3 separate regions of the Mus musculus genome follow, and regions 1 and 2 are each linked to region 3. Evidence: chromatin contacts called from public HiChIP or PLAC-seq data. All regions are on one chromosome and are shown on one strand. Each heading gives the region's core, a stretch centred on a gene start, on an enhancer-like site or on the middle of the called end of the contact. The rest is flanking DNA. Distances are from core to core; before and after follow the strand shown. Region 1 holds the start of Acadm (acyl-Coenzyme A dehydrogenase, medium chain). Region 2 overlaps Slc44a5 (solute carrier family 44, member 5). Region 3 overlaps Slc44a5 (solute carrier family 44, member 5).

Evidence for each region. HiChIP or PLAC-seq counts read pairs in DNA pulled down with a chosen protein or histone mark.
Region 1: a contact with region 3 is called in an H3K4me3 HiChIP or PLAC-seq map of the SCID.adh cell line, with 16 read pairs. The contact joins the promoter of Acadm here to the enhancer-like site in region 3. A contact is called at or near these places in 2 of 484 Hi-C or Micro-C datasets (nephron progenitors and pre-megakaryocyte-erythroid progenitors) and 3 of 115 datasets of contacts at active chromatin or transcription factors (the SCID.adh cell line, bone marrow-derived dendritic cells and embryonic stem cells).
Region 2: an H3K4me3 HiChIP or PLAC-seq map of the SCID.adh cell line shows a contact between it and region 3, with 28 read pairs. The contact joins two enhancer-like sites. A contact is called at or near these places in 9 of 484 Hi-C or Micro-C datasets (the AtT-20 cell line, cortical neurons, embryonic stem cells and 4 more), 3 of 115 datasets of contacts at active chromatin or transcription factors (the SCID.adh cell line, T-cell acute lymphoblastic leukemia and fetal liver) and 3 of 9 other capture datasets (adipose tissue, liver and pancreatic islet).

The regions. Positions count from the first base shown.
Region 1 is chr3:153,943,319-153,946,049 of GRCm38.p6, forward strand. It overlaps Acadm (acyl-Coenzyme A dehydrogenase, medium chain), which reads right to left and starts at 1,325. Exons shown (of 12, transcript NM_007382.5): 1 at 1,078-1,325. The coding sequence starts at 1,107.
Region 2 is chr3:154,225,269-154,228,043 of GRCm38.p6, forward strand. All of the region lies in intron 4 of Slc44a5 (solute carrier family 44, member 5), which reads left to right. Among named protein-coding and RNA genes, the nearest start is that of Gm40184, 22 kb to the left of the region's middle. Within about 2 kb of position 1,318, at least 4 of the 459 cell types and tissues checked have an H3K27ac peak or open chromatin away from gene starts, as enhancers often do. A contact at or near this core is called in the SCID.adh cell line, where this site is marked.
Region 3 is chr3:154,094,323-154,097,022 of GRCm38.p6, forward strand. All of the region lies in intron 1 of Slc44a5 (solute carrier family 44, member 5), which reads left to right. It overlaps Gm40185 (a long non-coding RNA gene), which reads right to left. Exons shown (of 3, transcript XR_003954594.1): 1 at 1-2,700. Among named protein-coding and RNA genes, the nearest start is that of Gm40185, 3.8 kb to the right of the region's middle. Within about 2 kb of position 1,394, at least 2 of the 459 cell types and tissues checked have an H3K27ac peak or open chromatin away from gene starts, as enhancers often do. A contact at or near this core is called in the SCID.adh cell line, where this site is marked.

The DNA of each region.
Region 1 (2,731 bases), core at 75-2,574, 150 kb before region 3:
GCAGAGGTGAAGCTGTGAGCGCCGCACCACCCTGGACTACAAAATGAGACCCAATATAAAGAACGACGACACTCTGAAACTCTAAAGTCAGAAGAGAATTGCGTTTATTATTCCTGGCTCTCTGCCAAAACCAAGGAATTCCAATATGGGAACACTACTAACTTTAGTCTTCAAGCCCGCAACTACAGCATAACTAAGTAACGAATTACTTAGAAATTTGACTCTTGGTTTTATCCCGGTGTGAAAAATAGGATAAAGGAATGCATTTTCTGTTTTGTTATGGTGTTAGACTTTCCCTCTCTTGTCCTTGGAGGCACCAAGAAACCTGTAGTTCTGTTGTCAGAATAAAAAATAACTTTAAAACCCTTCAATTTCTGCTTTCAGAACCTGTTGAGTTGTATAGTAATGGTGTTGTAAATTCTAAAACTACAGCTTTCGGTGCCAGAGGCAACTTCAGTCCAGTTTTAGGTGGTATAAATGGAGGTTTGTACGAACACATCGCTAATATAACAAACTAGTGGTTAAAACAGCTTAGGAGACAAAACTCTGCAGGGTACAACATTTAGAAAGCAAGCTTCATGAAAATTCTTCGGTAGGCTTGTCTCCCTTTTGTTTTTTGGAAGGGTGCCTGTACATCACAAAACCACAGGCGTCCTAACCCTGTTGGTGCGAGCGGAGCGGCCCACTTCCCTTTCCTTCGTGTTGTGCCTGTGTTCTGTGCACACCCAGGATCAACCTGTTTGGATCCTAACACTTGTTCACGCCCGTGGCTACAGAACCACACACTGATGCCTTCCTGGGGTGGGACTACAGTCAAAGTTTTTTGGAAGTGATCGCCTCTGCCACAGCAGGGTTCTGACACCGGGTTCCCTTCAAGAAGCGTGGGTGACTGGAGAGAAGTGGCTGAGCCCATTGACCCAGAATGAAGCAGGTCCGCAGGGCCACGCCTGCAGGGGTCAGAGCCCGGAGATCAGTGAGGGAGGGCGGCAGGCAGCGCGGGGGGACGCCCGCAGGCTCCCGCTTTCCCCCAGGCCGCGTAGGGCCGACCCTCCCGATACCACCCGGTCACCCGCTCACCCTGCAGCCTCTGCGGAACGCCGCTGCCATGATGGCTCCTCGATCTGCTGCCTCCGACCACCTCCGTGCAGCAAGCAAAACGGACGGGGGTCCCGCCCCCAGGAGGCGTGGCTTGGAGGGAGGAGAGGGGCGGGCCTTAGACTCTAGGGGTGCGGAGGCGTGCGGGTCAAAGTCTGCAGACCTCGGGGGCGTGGCCTAGGGAGTCCCTTTACACACAGATGAGGTCTGAGCTCTCAGACTGACTTCGGCTGAGAGACAGAGGGATGACGGGTCCAAGCAGAAGACCTTGGGCGTGGTCTTTGCAGGCTCAAGGGGTGTGGCCTGGGAGGCGGGGCTAGATGAGGGAGGGTCTCGGGTCCGGACCTGGGCCAGAAGAGGGAGTGGCCTGAAGGCCCTCTGCGCATGCGTCCTGCTCCCGACCTTGCCCGAGCCTAAACTTCTGTGCTTGGCCCGGAGAAGAAGACTGTGTGCCCAGTGTCACCGGAGCCCGAAGGTCACGTTCTTTCCAGAGGGCTGCCCGGGAGAGCTGGACCCGAATCTAGGCCAGAGGGCGCAGCCAGACGTTTCTAGCAGTCAGCTGTGACCTTTACTTGGAGAGTCAGATTCTTTATGGCTCCGGTATTCACTGGAACAACAAATTCTGGGCTAGATCGATAGGTAGTCTGTACTCCTTAAAATTTAAATAGGAAATTAGCTGCATGTGTAGCCAGGGCGACTAAGACATCTCAGTGCCAGGAGACTGAGAAGGAAGATCACTGCGAGTTTGAGGCCAGCGAGAGCCAAGTAGCAAAACCTAAACAAACCAAAGCACAATAGTGTTTATTTCATCTATTTTTCTGAACGTTTTCAAGGCTACTTATTATCCACTTATATAGATGTGGGAAGCATCCTTGGGAACCCAAGCTGAGCCTATCCAAAAGCTCCCCAGACAGTGAACATTGGGAGTGAAATTTTGCTCATGAGTTTGTAAACTTTGCTTAAATTCCCATTGTCTTCCAGTTAGACCTTGTGTCTGAGATGGTAGCTGTGGTGTTATAAAGATGAGAGATTATAAAACTTCTTAGTGTTGGGTACCTTAGTTGCCAAAGATTAAGCTGTCAATAGTCCTCTTGCTCTCTGCTTCAAGGAACTGGGAGACAGGAGCTTATTTTTGAGACTAATGAACAATGAAAAATTCTCATCTTCTCTCTGTCTTACCTGTAGCATTGTCAGGCACACCAAAGCCTAGAAAAGGTATGTGGATTCCATTGTGAGATAAATGCTCAGATCTATAAGATTAATCTTTCAACATCAACAATCTTTCCTGAAACATAGTTTCTAATGGTTGTAAGGGAACATTCCAGAAAAAGGTATCTTCCTTTGAATGGCCTGCTAGTCTGATGAGCTGTTTAAACCTCTGATTGTGGAATGTTCCAGGTCCACAAACAACATTATCTGTGCCATTTTTAGCCTCCTTGGCAGCCATTTATTGCCTTCCTTTATGTGTAAGCTAACAGCTTTGTGACCATTAGGTACATTCTTTAGAATATTCAGGCACACACCTACCTCCCACCAACCAGATGGCAAATGTTGTCAGATAGCATTGGAAGCCTATGGCTTTTTTTTTTTTTCTGTAACATTTCTACTAAAGTATTTGAAAAGTACTTTGATGTAA
Region 2 (2,775 bases), core at 68-2,567, 130 kb after region 3:
AAGCATTTACCAATACTGTCACCTACTGGGACCTAGCCTTTGTGGATGGCCTGCGGAAGAACTTTCAGAGAGACTCATACTGTCTCCTGTCACAGCCAAAACAGCCACAATGAAACGAAGCAAGAAATTATAGCCAGTACCAGGCAGTAGACAGAATGGAATGCAAACAGTGTGCTTGTCTGTCAAAGGAGATTGATTAAATGGGCTCTAATATGATTATATAACGAAATACCATTTATCTTGGGCTCTGATATGATTATATAACGAAATACCATTAATCTTTCAAGGTATTATGTACAGCTGTGTTTTTGACGTGGAGATGTGCCTGATACGGTTCAGTTCAAGAAGCAAAGTTGGGCCAAGTGATGGCTCAGTGGGTAAAGGCTCTTGCTGCCACACCTGGCCTCCTGAGTTCATTCTGGAACACACAGAGTGGAAGGAGAGAGTTGTTCCAGCCTTTCAGGAAAGGGGCCAGGGAGATGACTTAACTAGTAAAGTGCCCGCTGTGTAGGCATGTAGACCTGAGCCCAGTCCATTCAAGTCATGTTTAAAAAGCTGGGTATGGTGACCCATGCTTGTGACTCAGTGCTGGGGAGCCAAGGCAGGCAGATCACCAGATCACTGGGCTCACCAGACAACCAGCCTACTTGGTGAACTCCAGGCCAGTTAGGAACCCAGTCTTTAAATAAGTGGTTGATGCCCAAGGAATGATATCTGTGGTTAACACACACACACACACACACACACACACACACACACACACACACACACCAAAGCATACCAGAGGCAATGAAATGGACTTTCATGTAACTTTTGACCTAGGACTAGCTGATAAAAATGTATTTATTAAAGTAAGGCAGGAAATAATGTGCATATTTCTGTGCCAGGATGCAGTAGGCACATCTCAGGATGAGTAAACCCAAGTCAGGGCCACGCTCTGGTCAGTGTAGCCACCGGGGTGATTGTATTTGTGCTGTGATAGCTTTGCAGCTGACCCTGGATTCATAATACGTAGGAGAGATTCCTCATAACTAGGCGCAGAGCCTTGTGTTGAGAGGGCGTTGTCATACCTGGGATAGTGAGGAATCCTGACTTTTATGCTTTATCTACTCCCAGTGGGAAGGACTGTGGGAGAAACACTGATAGTTTCCTGAAATTACAAACCAGATTTAACCACAGCTTCAGAGGGCACAGAAATGTAGCTACGTGTAACTGTGTAACTTTCTCTGCACAGGGGAAATTGCTCACTACGTTTGGCTTCAAGGCCTGTTAGCTGGTCCACTAGAAAGCAGGAATTTGGTTGGTTGTGGCTCCACCTTCTGGGTACTGCAAGAACTTCAGCTAACAAAGATTGCTGGGAGGGTTTTCAACAGAGATTGTGCACAGATCCCTGACTGGGAAAGAAAACAACTTTCAGGTCTCCATAGAACTGTTCACAAAATGACGACTGTCCCACAAATCTGTTCGAATACGTGACCAACCCCAATCCTCCTATTCGATTTAATTTTTAAATTTTGCATGAATTTGGACATAGATCCTGTGTCTCTAGAAGGCATCTGGTAGACCAAATTTTGCCCCAATTTTTAAAATTTAAAATAACTATATGTACTTGAAAGCAAATTACATGGTAATGAAGAACCTGTAACAAAAGGAGTGGCCACCCACCTTGACATTTTGCCCATAATGTATTCCACAATGTATACTCTTTCCTGTCTCAGGTTTAGTTCCGGCAATTTAATAAAAGCGTCTTTTGGTGGTGTTCTTATTCTATTAGTTGATACTTTGTTACCTTTAGGTGGTATCCATTGATAACCTGCCCTGGAAAACCAACTTTGTTCCTCTTTTTATCCACACGCCCACGTCTGAGCTTAGATGGCTTTCTGGCCCCTTTCAGTAGGATATTGATAATGTCCCTCTACTTCTTGTCCTAACTTGACAGTGTCTGGGATCCTCTTTGTGCAAGAGAGTGATATCCCCCCGCCCCCACCATCTTCCCTCTGGTTTTCCTTTTCTGTTCCACTATGCAGTTTCTATATTTACTTTCTCCTTTGCGCGGTCCACTTTGTCACCATGCACACTTAGTGTTGTAACTTCAGCAGAGCCTGGCATGGTCTGTTGTGTTTGATACCAGGAGCTGGAAGCAGTGAATGACTTCAATTTTACTGTAACTACATAATCCTTATTCACTGCCAGGCTGTGTTCTTTTGTCTCTACCAAGCTCCCATATAAAATCATTAACTGCACTTTAATAATAGTGTAAGATCAGCCTGCATCTTAGTTTGTCTCAACATAGAGAAACACACACACACAGAGAAACACACACATATGCACACACTGATACACAGAGACATACACCCACATATAACAGAGACAGACATACAGAGACAAGACATACACGCACACACACACACACACACACACACAGAAATACACACATATGCACACACAGGCACACAGAGACATACACCCACATATATACAGACACACTCACAGAGACAGACATACAGAGACAAGACATACACACATAACACACACACACAGACATACACTCACATAGACACACACACCAAACATATACACAGATACATACACACACACACACACAGAGAGAAACACACATAAACTTCACACAGAATTCTAATAAAATATTTATTTGGTGCTGGATTTTATCTTAAGTACTATAATGGTTAATGTTGGTTGTCAGTTTGAGACAATTTAGAATCACAATGGAAATCACCCCTTGGCACATCTTTTGTGAGGGAGGAGTTCCTAAAT
Region 3 (2,700 bases), core at 144-2,643:
TCTAAATGTGTAGAAGATCTTTATGTGGTGTCTCAGGAGATGATTGCTCATAAATAGTTGTGTGTAAAAGAACTTTTTTTTTTTTTTAAAAATTCATAAGACATCCTTGAAGGCCCCTTTCTTTTTTGAAGGGCAATTCTTCACTTTAAGAGGCAGGACACATCGATTCTGCTTTTCATTTGTCTCATAAGCACAACATTTTTTTTAGCCCAAAGGTGTAATATATTTTTCATTTTACACCATAATATTTTGCTATATCATGTGCTTTTTGGTTTCAGGGTGACATAAGACTAGGAAAGGGAAGGAAAAATAAATAAATTCTCTGTGTTTTGGCTGGGAGTGGATATCAATCTGCATTCAAATAGGCAGCATGGTGGGACTGACTTCTCACCCAGTCTGCGCTGGCATTCTTTAACTCTGGAATCTCATCCATGAACCACTCACCAAGCCTTACTGACTATAGTGACTACAAATAGGTTGCTACTCCTTAAAGAGTAGCTGACATAGGTGGTTGGTAGTTTACCTCTGGATATTATGAGGATCTATCTAGTAATGGATGTGAAGGAAGTGGCTCCAAATACCACTGCCTTGTTCCGAGATGGGAACGAGCAGAGCAAGAGTGTCTTCACAGGTTACACAGAGTAGTGATAGATGTTCTTAATTACCCGTCAGAGCCTCAGAGGGACCCCATGTCTCTGTGAAAGCTGTGTGTGAGCAGTTCTCATATAGCCGCTTCCTCTCCACTCTCAACCTTCGAAATGGTGCACAGTCTTTTATGCAATTAGCCTTGTAGCGTGTTCAATCATTCTGTTACTTTTGGATAGTGGAGTACTGCCATTTCCCCTACAGTTCTTAACGTTGTTGTGATGGATAACTGGGAAACTGTCCCCATATTTTGACTTTCCAAGGATGTCAACTTTTAGAGATGATGAGTTGTGTAAGAGTAGAAAACTAATTCAGTTTTCTGCTCGACATTGAACAAATATCCAAGGACAAGGCAGTTGGCTACAAGCTGGGAAAGGGTGGGAAAGGTAAATAGGAAAAAGGCTTACTCGGGGTTGATGTGAATTTTTTTCCCGTTGTGAGAATATTGGCAATATAAAATAATAATAATAACAACAACAACAACAATAATACTCTGGTGGTTTGAATGAGAATATCGTCCGTAAGCTCATGTATATGAATACTTGATCCCCAGTTGGTAGAACTATTTTGGAAGGATTAGAAGGTGTGACCTTGTTGGAGGAGGAGTGTCACTAGGGTCAGGCTTTGAGGCTTCAAAAGTCTCCTAGCAGACTCATGTGCCCTCTGTCTCCTGCTTGCAGATCAATAAGTGAGCGCTCAGCTGTTTCTTCCACTATGCCTTGGTTCTGCCATCATGGATTCTAAGCCCTCTGGAACTGTAAGCTCACGTAAATGCTTTCTTTTACAGGTTGTCTTGGTCATGGTGTTTGATCAGAGTGGTAGGAAAGTAACGAACGGGTCAAGGCAACATAGAAGAAAGACTTTATTTGGGTTTACTTTTCCAGAAGCATAGAGTCCATCATTGGTGGGGAGGTATTACTAAGATCAGGAAGCTGAGGGAGAGAGAAAGACAGAGGGTGGGGGAGGGGCACAGTCTGAACTGGAAACATAAAGGCAGAGAGGATGTGAACTGGAGTGGGGTGAGAGTACTTACTCTAACTCTTGCCCTGGTAAGACATTTCCTTCAGCAGGGCTGCAACTCCTAAACCTTGAAAACACTGCCACCAACTGAGAACCAAGTGTTTAAATATACGTGTCTCCATGCAGGGCATTGCTCATTTGAACCACCATAAAAAAAAAAAAAAAAAAAAAAAAAAAAAAAAAAAAACCAACAGAGATTTGTGGATGATTTCAGTTTCACTGTCTAGATCAGTATGCATGTGCATGTGTGCCACATGTGTTTATGGCTACAGAGGCTAGAAGGGGGTGTTGCATGTATACCTTTGTGCTTGAGTTTTAGTTATAGACAGTGCTGAGCTACCCACTTAGGGTGCTAGAAACTGAACATACTTGAATCCTTAGGAAGGGCAGAAGAGCTCTTAACAGCTGAACTGTTTTTTGTTTTTAAAACAAAATCCCATTTGTTCAATTTTACCAATGAAGACACAGAAGGCAGATGCTGGGGTAGAAGCCTGATGCTGAGAGAGGCAGAGAAAGCACCAGGTGCCTTTCCTCCTCAGCTGACAACCCTGGAGGCATGCACCTCTCTCACACTGTCTCAAAACACCCTTTTTTAAACTGAATGTCCCTCCTTTCTACTTCCTGTGCATCTCTGTCCTCCCGGCTCCCTTACTCTCTCTTTTTTATTAACGATCCTTTGTTCACTTACGGTCAACTGGTTGCTTGTTCCATCACTTGACCCATGGTTGGCTTTATTTAATCTCGCTTACAACATTCAAGCAGAAAGCTCTTGGATTAAAGGTGTGTGCTAAGGCTGAGCCACACCTCAACTAGAAACAGGTTTTTCTGGCAAAGAACACAACCTCAGGGTTCACAGTGTGATCAAATATCCTGCAACAGCTATCTCCCTAGCCCTCTTTGCCCCCGTTGAATAATTTATCAGAATTAGTTGAATGGACTCTAAAAGTGTCTAGGAGCTATACAGTCTCATACAAATGGCCAGTGTTATAGGTGAATTGATTAAATAAATATGCAGGGAATTGTGCATTTATAAAT